Regions from separate parts of the Rattus norvegicus genome. Here region 1 is linked to region 2. A link is a contact called in public Hi-C data. All regions are on one chromosome and are shown on one strand. The core of a region is the stretch at or near the end of the contact, and the rest is flanking DNA. Distances in the headings are between cores, read along the strand shown.

The links. Hi-C and Micro-C count contacts between places; a contact is called where the count stands out from the background.
Region 1: a contact with region 2 is called in a Hi-C map of Schwann cells, with 8 times the contacts expected there. The contact joins the promoter of Cd7 here to the enhancer-like site in region 2. A contact is called at or near these places in 9 of 12 Hi-C or Micro-C datasets (the A7r5 cell line, Schwann cells, frontal cortex and 5 more).

Annotation. Positions count from the first base shown.
Region 1 is chr10:106,801,253-106,806,550 of GRCr8, forward strand. Cd7 (Cd7 molecule) reads right to left here and starts at 4,002. Exons shown (of 4, transcript NM_001107074.1): 1 at 3,880-4,002; 2 at 2,389-2,703; 3 at 2,056-2,192; 4 at 1,121-1,519. The coding sequence starts at 3,949. The coding sequence ends at 1,412.
Region 2 is chr10:106,668,832-106,674,342 of GRCr8, forward strand. It overlaps Ccdc57 (coiled-coil domain containing 57), which reads right to left. Exons shown (of 22, transcript XM_063270205.1): 6 at 3,476-3,577; 7 at 2,818-2,975; 8 at 2,607-2,681; 9 at 1,125-1,325. Among named protein-coding and RNA genes, the nearest start is that of Ccdc57, 23 kb to the right of the region's middle. Within about 2 kb of position 1,675, at least 15 of the 93 cell types and tissues checked have an H3K27ac peak or open chromatin away from gene starts, as enhancers often do.

The DNA of each region.
Region 1 (5,298 bases), core at 2,752-5,251, 130 kb after region 2:
GGGATAAAGGACAAAGGGACAAGGCTTGCTGGGGCTTATTAACAGAGGCCTTAGCTACCCCCTATCGATTCCAGGAGGCTCCCATGAGCCCTAGATAGGGATCTATCTGCATGGTAGGCTGGGTCCTCACAACTCCAGTGACTTATGTGACTGCTTCAGGCTTTCTTGTCACAGTCACCTTAGTGACCACACAATAGTGTCATGGTGCACATGGTCTCTGTGAGGGCCATGATGGAAGCTTGGGGAGCAGAGGTCAACCTGGGTAAGGGAGGCTGAACTGGGGGACTGGTTGGCAGCACGGGATGCTCTGTGGAGAGTTGAATGGAGCTGTGGTCTGGGACGAAGGGTGCCCCTCTCCATTGGATTCTACGATACCCCATTTCCCAGGTGCACAGGGCAGGGCTATTTGTTAAGTTCCCCACTGCACCACTGCTGTTGGTCACTTGTCCTCTGTGCCCACCTCATTCTGTTGGCAACAGGGATGGAACAGAACGGCAGGAGACAAGTAGTGGCAGCTGAGAGTCTGGAGCAGATGCAAGGCTAGCACACACATGTTGACTTTGTTCTTTTCCTGGTCCTTCAGCTACCCTCAGAGTCCATGGTGAAGTAGATGGGGACAGGGCAGCTCACCATGTATCAACTGGGTACCCATAACTTTCAGTCTCCCTACCCACAAGTGGGAAAGTGAGGGTTCCTATCCCCAGGTGCAACACTGGAACCTGGGCTGGCCCTAGGTGCTGGGATAGTGCTGTGGTCACTTCACGTTCCCTCCTGGGGACTGAGACAAGGGCGAGTCCAGGAGAACTGCCACTTTATGCCGTTCTCACTGAGGGCTGCACTGAAGAAACCCAGTAAGGCTGATCCGGCAGGAACGTGGCCATCTAGAACGGGTGAGGGTGTTGTCTCTGGCTCTCACCTGAGCAGATGAGCCGCTCTGTGTGGGGTGTCTGGGGTGCTGAGGCAGGAGAGCTCCCCCACCCCCACATTGCCTTCCTCTGCTCTCACAGACACTGGACACAGAACCCTGGAGGTCTGACAATCTGAATCCCTGCCCTCTTCAGGTAGGAGCTGGCTAGAAGAAGCCATGGTCTGAGGAGGAAAACAAGACGACAAAAAAGTGCTTTATTTATGTATTTGTTTATTTAATTTTTCCTGGCCAGGCTGTGCCAAGGCAGGCATCACTTTTCCCCTTCCAGCTTTGTCCTTGATGTCAGGGGTACCTGGCTAGGGTAGGTGACAGATTGCAGAGCCCTGTAGGGAAGCTTACAGAGGAGGAATCTCACCCAGCCAGAAACAGTAAGGGGGTATTTGAGTGCCACAGGAAAGGTGCTGGGGGAGTTAGGCTGGGTGGGTCAGCAGGACTGCTGTGAACTTTGCTGAAACAAGGCACGGGGGCTGCGGGCAGAGGGACTCATTGGTACTGGTTGGGGGTACATGGTATCTTGCGGTTGCTGCAGGACATGTCTTCATACACGACGCACAGAGAGTCCTTATTCCCTGAGGCACACAGTTTCTTGATCTGAAAAGACAGCCTGTTGTCACCCAGACAGTGGCCAGCCTGGTGACCCAGGCAAAGTACCCCTGTCTCCAAGTAACCCCTTTAATTCAGCAACGTGCAGTTTTCCCAGACCTGGGGACAGATCGATTTCCATTTGCACCTGACAGAATCAACCGTAGGCAGGGCCCAGGGCAAGCAGTTGTGTGGTCAGAAGAGCTGACCATCGTCAGGACCTTTCTCACACAGTACATGGTGACTCAAAGACAAAGAGGCTTTGCATATCTTACATTCATAAAGATTCACTTACACTAGTGCATCTCAAATAGTGTGCACGCACACACGTGCGCGTGCACGCGCATTATCTCATTTTGGGACCTGGTCAGAAGCCCCACATTCTCCCTCTAGGCTTCACTCTCCCATTCTGTGTCTCTGAGAGATGCCTCACCCTCATGGCTCCCTGAATTTTCAGCTTCTTATCATGTACATCCTGACCGATCTCTGCCTTAAGCCCGTGAGAAGGGTCATTTTGCTGATAACAGCCCTAGGCTCACACTGACCTGCGTCTTCCTCAGCATGCTGCACAGCACCCCAAGGATCAGCCCAGTGAGGAAGAAGCTTACAGCAATGGCAGCTGGGAGGGAAACTGATGTCTGCAGAGGTTCCTGGGATCTGTACGCTTCATGGGATAGTTTTTCTGGAAAAATGAACAAAAAGCCATTGGTGGAAGACATGAACAGGTGTGGAGGGGATCCCCACCGGAAGCCTTAGGGTTCAAGCCCACTATGGGTACTATTAGGAGGCTTTCAGGAAGAAATAGGCTCTGAGCAGACAGCTTCAGCAAGTGCCAAGAAGGTCCCTAGCAACAAGTAGTCAGATGGGCAGATCTTTACCTTTCACCACAACCGTGGTGAACAAGCCATGGACACTGACTTTTCTGACGGCCTCGCAGGTGTAGGCTCCAGTGTCTGCCTCCTGGAGAAGGCTCATGATGATGGTCAGATTCTTCTGGGACCCAGAGAAATTAATTCGGCCTGAGAAGGCACTGTCTACTGTGGGCTCCAATTCGTCTTCAAAGTAAATCACATTGGAAGCCTGTGGCCAGATCCGCTTCATTATGAGCCCTTCCAAATCCCCTCTTGTAGAGCAGGTGATGTTGATGGACTCTCCCTCGGAGGCGATCACGACTCGGGGAGACTGATGTACCTCTATGAAGGACCAGCCTCTGTTAGCACTGAGCCGGAACACAGCATGTGGTGACTCAAACACGTTAACACATGTCTCAAAGACTCCATATATCCTACATTCCTATATGTCTTTATGTATTCTCAAGCATCTCTCACAGCATATGCACCATTTGCGCACACACACACACACACACACACACACACACACACACACACGCACGCACACGCTCGCGTTCTCACTTTGCTGTGCACAGGGAGGGGCCGGTCAGAAACTGCACACTCTACATCTCCAGGCTTCACTGTCCCATTTTGTATCCCTGTGAGATACCTCCTCAATCGATCACACCTCTCTGCAAGAATGCTGTAGGGACTTGGGGCCAGGCCTATGGTCAATTCTGGGCTAACATGGCACTTTAGATGCTGTGGGGATTGCTTCTCGGCCTTTTGGCTAAGATCAAGTGTAGATGCTGTGGGGATGTTGGAGCAGCTCTAGGTGCTGATGTCCGGCCACTTTGACTATGCTCAAGTCCAGAACAGCTCTTGGTCCTCAGGGAGGGCTCTCTGCAACTTTGTTGCACCCAACACAAGGATTTCTTCCTTTTTGGCTACTCCCCACCTTGACTGTATCCTTTCTTTTTTTATTAAGTGACTCACTCCCCGGCAGCCATTGTCCTATCTCCTCTTTGCCTTCTCTTTCCAATGCTGGTTACTTAATATCCTCCTCCCTCATCATTTCAAGCATCCAGAGCCCATGGTCCTGTGCAAGAGGTGTTGGCTTGTGCATGGGATACCCACTCTTTCAGATTCCAGCCCTGTTTGTCCTGTCTGGCACCCATGCCAACCATTTTCCTGTGTACACCAGACAGAGTGCAAACCTCAGCATCTCACAGACTGAACACTATGCTGGTTTTGCACAAGCACTGTGCCTGGGAGCCTGAGCCTCCCATAATCTTATTGTAGATCTTTTGCACCTCACCACAAGACTTCCCACAGGCAGCTGCTCTGAAAGGGAACTGAAGAACAACGTTCTCATAAGCACCAAGGGTAAGTGTTAATCCATAAACTAAAGCTTTCAAGCCTCTGCTTTTCCACGGAGCTGGGACTACTTCAGGACTAAGACTCAGGGAAGTCAAGTCAGCGCCAACCCAGGCAGGTGTGTCAGATGTCCCCTGGGAGCCCTGCCTCGGGGATGCTTACCTTGGGCATCCAGGGGGCCAGGCAGGATTCTAGCCAGTGTAAGTAGCAAAGCCAACAGTGCCTGAGTCATGATGCCCAAATCCAGCCGATCAGAGCCAAATCAGCCACTCCGGTTGCAACACATTACTGAGCACTGTGAAAGACCACACCAACAACCCCCGGGAAAGAAACAGGGGCGTGGTAGTTCAATAAGATTGGTGGTGACGCACAGAGGGAGGGGCTTCCTGAAGGTGAAGGTGGAGCTTGGTGGCACCGGGCACAGCAAGTCAAGTGGAGGAAGGCACTCTAATTATACCAATATAATTAGCTGACCCCAGCTGTCCTCCTTGACTGGCTGGCTGACCGGTCCACCTCTTTATCATCCCTAACCAGGAGTCTCCACAGGAGACATCAAGAGAGAGAAGAAATAAGGACTAGTCCTGTGACCTGGAAGGAAAATTGGGGGGAATTTAGAGGATTAAAGGCCAGGAGAAAATTGAAGTCTTCCTCTGTGTTTTTGGTGTCATTTTCTTCTCTCTCTCTCTCTCTCTCTCTCTCTCTCTCTCTCTCTCTCTCTTTCTCTCTTTCTCTCTTTCTCTCTCTCTCAAGATTTATTTAATGTACATGAGTACACAGAAGAGGGCATCAGATCCCATTACAGATGGTTGCGAGCCACCATGTGGTTGCTGGGAATTGAACTCAGGACCTCTGGAAGAGCAGTCAGTGCTCCTAACCACTGAGCCATCTCTCCAACCCCTTGGCGTTTTCAGGTCTGTGGTCTCACCTGTTATTTGGACTCACTGGGGTTATAGCACCAGCCTGACACAGCATATCAGGTAGCCTTGGCTAGGATTGTCTTGGAGACCTGGGTGATCCTTCCTTCGGAGCAGGAATGAGTCAGACCTGCTAGGCTAAAGGGCAGCTAAGAGCCCCTTCAAGTGCAAATTGCCTTCTGGGACAAAACTGAGGGCCCTGCGTCTGTCTCCCAGGTCAGGTGAGAGCTAGGATTCTTGCCAACCATGGAGTTTTACTGCTGGTACCAAAGCCAGTGTGTCACACTGAAGGGTGAGTTTCTGTGTGTGTCCATTGTCACATAGGGACCTAGAGCCAATTCCTCTGGGGGTCCTACTCTAAGTGGCTGGAAGATGTTTCTCATGTAAGTGGATTTGGAATGCTATGGTGTAGACAGGGGTGCTGTGTGGGGTACTGGAGGGCACATGGAAGAGGGACTCAGGTAAAGGAAGGTCAAAGTTGGAAGATTTTAGGAATAGAGGGCTGGGGAGGGACAGGTTACCTGTGTGCAACACAGGGGCAGCAGGTATGAAACTGTGCAACCTGAGAATATAGGAGAGAAACGTGAGGTCAGGTGGGCAGTAGGGAAATTGTCACTCAGCCCCAGGGGAGAAGCTCATGGGAAGACAGAAATTACAGTAATAACAT
Region 2 (5,511 bases), core at 425-2,924:
ATTATGAGAAGCTGGCTGGTCAATAGGGTCCCATGGCTTCTGGAGATGTATATTTTGATATTTGATGTATATTTTGTTAAATTTTGTCACAATTTAAAAGAGAATGCCGGGGCTGGAGAGATGGCTCAGCGGTTAAGAGCACCCGACTGCTCTTCCAGAGGTCATGAGTTCAATTCCCAGCAACCACATGGTGGCTCACAACCATCTGTAAAGAGATCTGATGCCCTCTTCTGGTGTATCTGAAGACAGCTACAGTGTACTTACATAATAAATAAAATAAAAAGAGAATGCCACCCTATAAATGTGGATGACCCTTGAGAACTTGAGCCTCTGTGACAGGCCAGACATAAGGGCAAGTGCCATAAGATTCCAATTAGTGTCTGTTCCTAGAGTTAGCAGATTCACGAACAACGCAGACTGGAGGCTGCTGGGAGACTAGGGGAAGGAGTGGCAGCTAGAGCTGAGTGGGAACAGCACTGCTGACGGACGGCAGTTGGAACTGCTTCTGTCAAATCCTGATGCCAATGAACTTTACACTGAAAAGATTAAGTGGCTAGCTTGGACAGGTATGGTGCTGCACACCTATAACCCCAACAGCACTTGGGAGGCTGGAAGCAGGAAGATAAGTTGTGGGGGACAGCTATAGTGACATATGCCTGCAGTCCCAATACTTGGAAGGAAGAGGCACAGATTATAAATTCAAGGTCATAGAGCAAGTTCCAGCCAGGTTTGCATAAATGAGACCTTGTCTCAGAAAAACAAAAACTGAAGATAATAGGTCAACTTGGTTATATATACTTTATCACAAGCAATAGTAAATATAAAAACTATATGATTAAAAAGAAAACAATGGGGTTGAGGATTTAGCTCAGTGGTAGAGTACCTGCCTAGCAAGTGCAAGGCTCTGGTTTGGTCCTCAGCTCTTGGGGGTGGGGTGAGAGAAAATAAAAAGAAAACATTACTAAAAATGGTAGTGGGGGTGGGGTGGGCAGAAAGCCCCTAAAGTCCCTCCTATCCACTGCAATGCAAAATTCCCTTCTAAAATGGCCCATAGCTGCTTTGGGCACAGGCACACAAGGCTGTTGGGCTGGGCTGGGCTGGGCAGGCCGGAGGCAGCAGCTCACTTGTCAGTAAGGGAATTCCTCTCCTTGCTGTCCTCAGCTTGCCTCCACTCAGCCCTTCGCAGTTGTCCCTCCAGCGTTTCACATCGGAACTGAAGCTCCAGGACCTTGGCATCCAGCGTCTGCAGCTGCTCTGCATGGGCACCCTTCACTGCTGCTAGCACTGTGTCTTTCTCCCTGGCTTGACGGTCAAGCTCTTCATGTCTGAAACACAGGGAAGGGTTCCACAATGGCTCACTCAGCACTCTGGAACCTTCCAAAGTGTTTGTCATCATTTCTTACTCTACAGTTGTCCCTGACAAGATGGCTGACTCTGCAGGAGTAACTTGTGGGTATGCTTGCTCTTCCCATGTTAGCAGATCTTCTTAAATGCCAGGCTCTTGGTGGCTCCCCCAAGCTCACACACAGACACCAAAGCAGGTTCACAAAGCACTCCTAGGAGACAACTAAGCTTGCCAGCCCAGGGAAAACACCTGCCTCCTAGATGGGCAGATTCCTGAGTGCTCTCCTAGTATATCGGTTTGTCTGTACTGCCTAACTGTGGCATGAGACAACACAGGGACAATTTGTTCCCCTTCTTTCTCCCCAGTGTGGCTGGGAAGCCTAAGTGTGTGGTGTGTGGTAGCTACAGTTGCCATTTCCTTTGGAGGAGAAAGTAAATGACTTGCCCTGGGAGTTGAGCCCACAGCTGAGCGTCTAGCTGGCATCCCCAACCCCATTCCTTGTTGACTATGCTGTTCCAGCACCTACTGAACCCTGCTGTACCGGGAAGATGAACAACGCTTTAATTGCATTGCTGAAGTTCCGCCTTGAGCCAACATACTATTTATTTCCTGGGTGTTGTGCCTGTTCCTGTTGGCTGGGTCCCAACCCACACTGAGTACAGGGTATATCAACAGGAAAAAGAGAACTCAAGAGAGTCTGCATCTGAGAGTAAGGGGTGTGGCCAACCAGGTGACTGTGTCAGCATGGCAAAGCTTGGGGCTAATAGTCTACAACTTATAAACTAGTGAGTAGAACATTCAAGTTTTAAATGTTAATGCTAAATTTTAAAATATGTATTTATCTAGTGTGGGGTGTGTGTATGGAGCCAGTTCTCTCCTTTTACCACGTGGGTTCCAGGGATGGAACTCAGGTCACCCACCATGTTGACAAGTGATTTTATCCACAGAGCCATCTCATTTACCCATAAAAGTTAAAATTTAACTAAGGTTATATTTTAAAGCCTGTTTTAGACACTGTAGACTAAATCCAGAGTTTTAGACATTTTTAGTTTGTGTTTTATCAATGAACTGGACTGGAGTCTTGGCCCTTCAAACATTTTAAGCTTTGAGACACTGGATGCCTAACCCTTTCTAAGGAAGTAGAGCATGGAGTTAACCAAAGTGGTATCCCAGCTCAGGCTACCCCGTCACAGGGCTCTTGTCTCCAGAGAGTATGATCCAGACTCTTTTCCAGAGGCACTACCCAGGCAGAAATACGCACTTCCTCCTGAAAGTCTCCTCAGCTTTCTTCTTGGCCAGCTGTACAGAGTGAAGCTTCTTCTCCAAGTCCTTTATCCTAAACAGAAACTGTGTCAGTAAAGAAGAGCAGTTACATAAGAGACCAAAGAATAGAACTGGAAGAAGCCAGGAAGGCAGCGCCACCAGGGTCTAGTCCTTATGGCCACAATGCCTTGAGAGCAGAACCCACGCACCGAGCATCCTTCATGGCCTCCAGATCCTGTAGCTCCCGGGCATGATCCTGTAGCTTCCTCTCTAATTCAATGTGCTCTGATTCTGCCTTCTGCAGACTCTCTGTTGCCTGTGCTCCAGCTTCTTTTAAAGCCTGAAGCTCTTTGTTTAGCAGCTTTACCTGAGGGAGATTGAAAAGTTCCAGGAGAGTAAATGGGTAAAAGGAACAGTATGGCTTCTAGCTGAGCTGGTTAGGACTCAGTGGCAGAGCACTTGTCTAGCATGCACAAGGTCTCGAGTTCAACCCCCAGTACCGGATACCAGATATGTGCAAAATAAAGAGAGAAAAGCATCTCCCAATATTAAACAAACAAACAAACAAACAAACAAAAAGGAACAGTGCAAAACCTGGTGTGGTCCCAGCACTTGGCAGAGGCAGGCAGATCTCTGAGTTCGAGGCAGATCTCTGAGTTCGAGGCCAGCCTGGTCTACAGATCTAGCTCCAGGATAGACAGGACTACACAGAGAAACCCTGTCTCAAAAAAAAAAAAAACAAAAAAAAAAAAAACCTAACTAACTAACTAAAGAACAGCATGGTGTTCTGTAGTACAGGGTAATTAAAGCTGGCAACAGTGAACTTGAAAACTGGAAACACTTCAAAAACCCTGCCCAGCCAGTTACCTTGAGCTCGTGGGTCAAGACAGTGTTGCTCAAGTCATCAGCTCTCAGTTGGAACTCATGCTCCCTTCTCTGAGCTTCAGATTCAAATTCTTGCAGCAGTTCCTGGAATAAGAGTCAAGAGAGGAGAGCAGCCGCTGCAAACATCTCAGCTCAGGTGTGAGACCACTGCTCATAATGAATTACAACATCTGTACACACAAAGTTTTCTGTTCTACATACAAAACTGTTTAACTATATTTTCCTATAACATTCTTCAAGATCTATGTATCTATATCAATATATACCGTCAATCTAAGCACTAAGGAGGCAGATGCAGGCGGATCTCTGAGTTCAAGGCCAGCCTGATTTACAGAGTAAGTTCCAGGACAGCCAGGGCTACACAGAGAAATCCTGTCTTGAAAAACAAACAAAACAAACCAACCAACCAAAGAAACAACAACAAAAATTCTCAGGCAAAATGGGGTCATAAATGAAACCACTTTAAGAAGCCTCTCTCTGGGGGTTGGGGATTTAGCTCAGCGGTAGAGCGCTTGCCTAGCAAACGCAAGGCCCTGGGTTCGGTCCCCAGCTCCGAAAAAAAGAAAAAGAAAAAGAAAAAGAAAAAAAAAGAAGCCTCTCTCTGAGGAATGGCTGGTATAATTCTTGCAGTTCAGTTAGCATTGCTGTCAGGATAGCATACATTCCCTTCTACACACTTCCTTTTCATTTCTGACATGATGAGGCCCTCTATGGGGTCACTGGCTGATAAAAGTGTTTGGATTCTCCAGCTACCAGTGAACCAAAAAGCCTAATTTCTTTATTACTGGGGTCAGGTACCTTTGTCTCATTTTTGATCAGCATAGAGCAAGAGCCCCTGGGGAAGACTGAGTGCTCAGGGACTCATGGGAGCCCCTCTAGTCCTGGGCCCGGCCCTGTGCTGCCCACCACCAGACTCCAGCCCTGAAGGACAGGCTGAGGGAGCACAGATGTAGCTCTGAGGGAGTTGCCCCCACCCCTACCAGACAAACAGGTGCACTGTGTGAGCACTGCAGCAGCAGGTCTCACTTTCTGACTCAGGAAACTGCAAAAGGCACAACTAGAAGTTATGTTTCCCCTTTCAGTCCCTTGAGAGGTAAATGTGAAATATGTAGTCACACGACTGACCCTTACTGGAATCAGAATATTAAAGTCATTATTATAATTATAAAATCATGGCAAAATGCTTGCCTGTCATGTGTGGTACCCTGGGTTCTATTCCAAGCATAGAAACGAAGGAAGGAAGGAAGGAAAGAAGGGAGGGAGGGAGAGAGGGGGGGAGGAAGGGAGGGAGGGAGGGAGGGGAAAAGAAAGGAGGGTGGTGAGTTGGTGGAACTACCTGTAAACGGAGAAAGAACCTGGTAGGCAAAGATAGAGAAGATCCCCTCAAGTTCTAGGCAGCCTTGGCTACATGTTAGGAATCTGCCTCAAAAGACTCAAAACCAAACAACCAAATAACCAAACAACAACAACAAACACACAGAATCTTGAAACATTGTTTTTTTTTTGTTTTTTTTTTTGTTTTTTTTGTTTTGTTTTGTTTTGGTTTGGTTTTTTCTGAACAAAATCCACAGAGTAAGTTCTGCAGGTTGTGGCCACCAGAGAGCAGAGTTCTATACAACATCAAGCCTGTGCTGCCACCTTCTGGTCCTGTCTCTACTGTGCTTTTGTTGTCAAGGTTCTGGGGACCTGCATCGGGATTTAGTGACAGCTCCAGGTTCCTGTCTAGAGGTCTTGGATAAACCAGGGGACCTCACACAACAATCCGTCACTGTGTTTCCTTGTGCGTGTTCTTTGTCTCAACAAGTGGCAGCCAGCCTCTGTGCTCAAACCAACCAGAAGCATTTATGACACCCACCTCTCCCGTCAGACCCATCAGGGCTCAGGGTCAGGGTTAGGGTTAGAAGTCCCCACTGGCTCCCCTTCTAGGCATACCAAGAGTTGGCATGCTTTTATCTGCAGGGGCCTGCTACCCAAGCATGCCCCATCAGCCTGCCTGCTGGCTACTTCTCCCACATCTG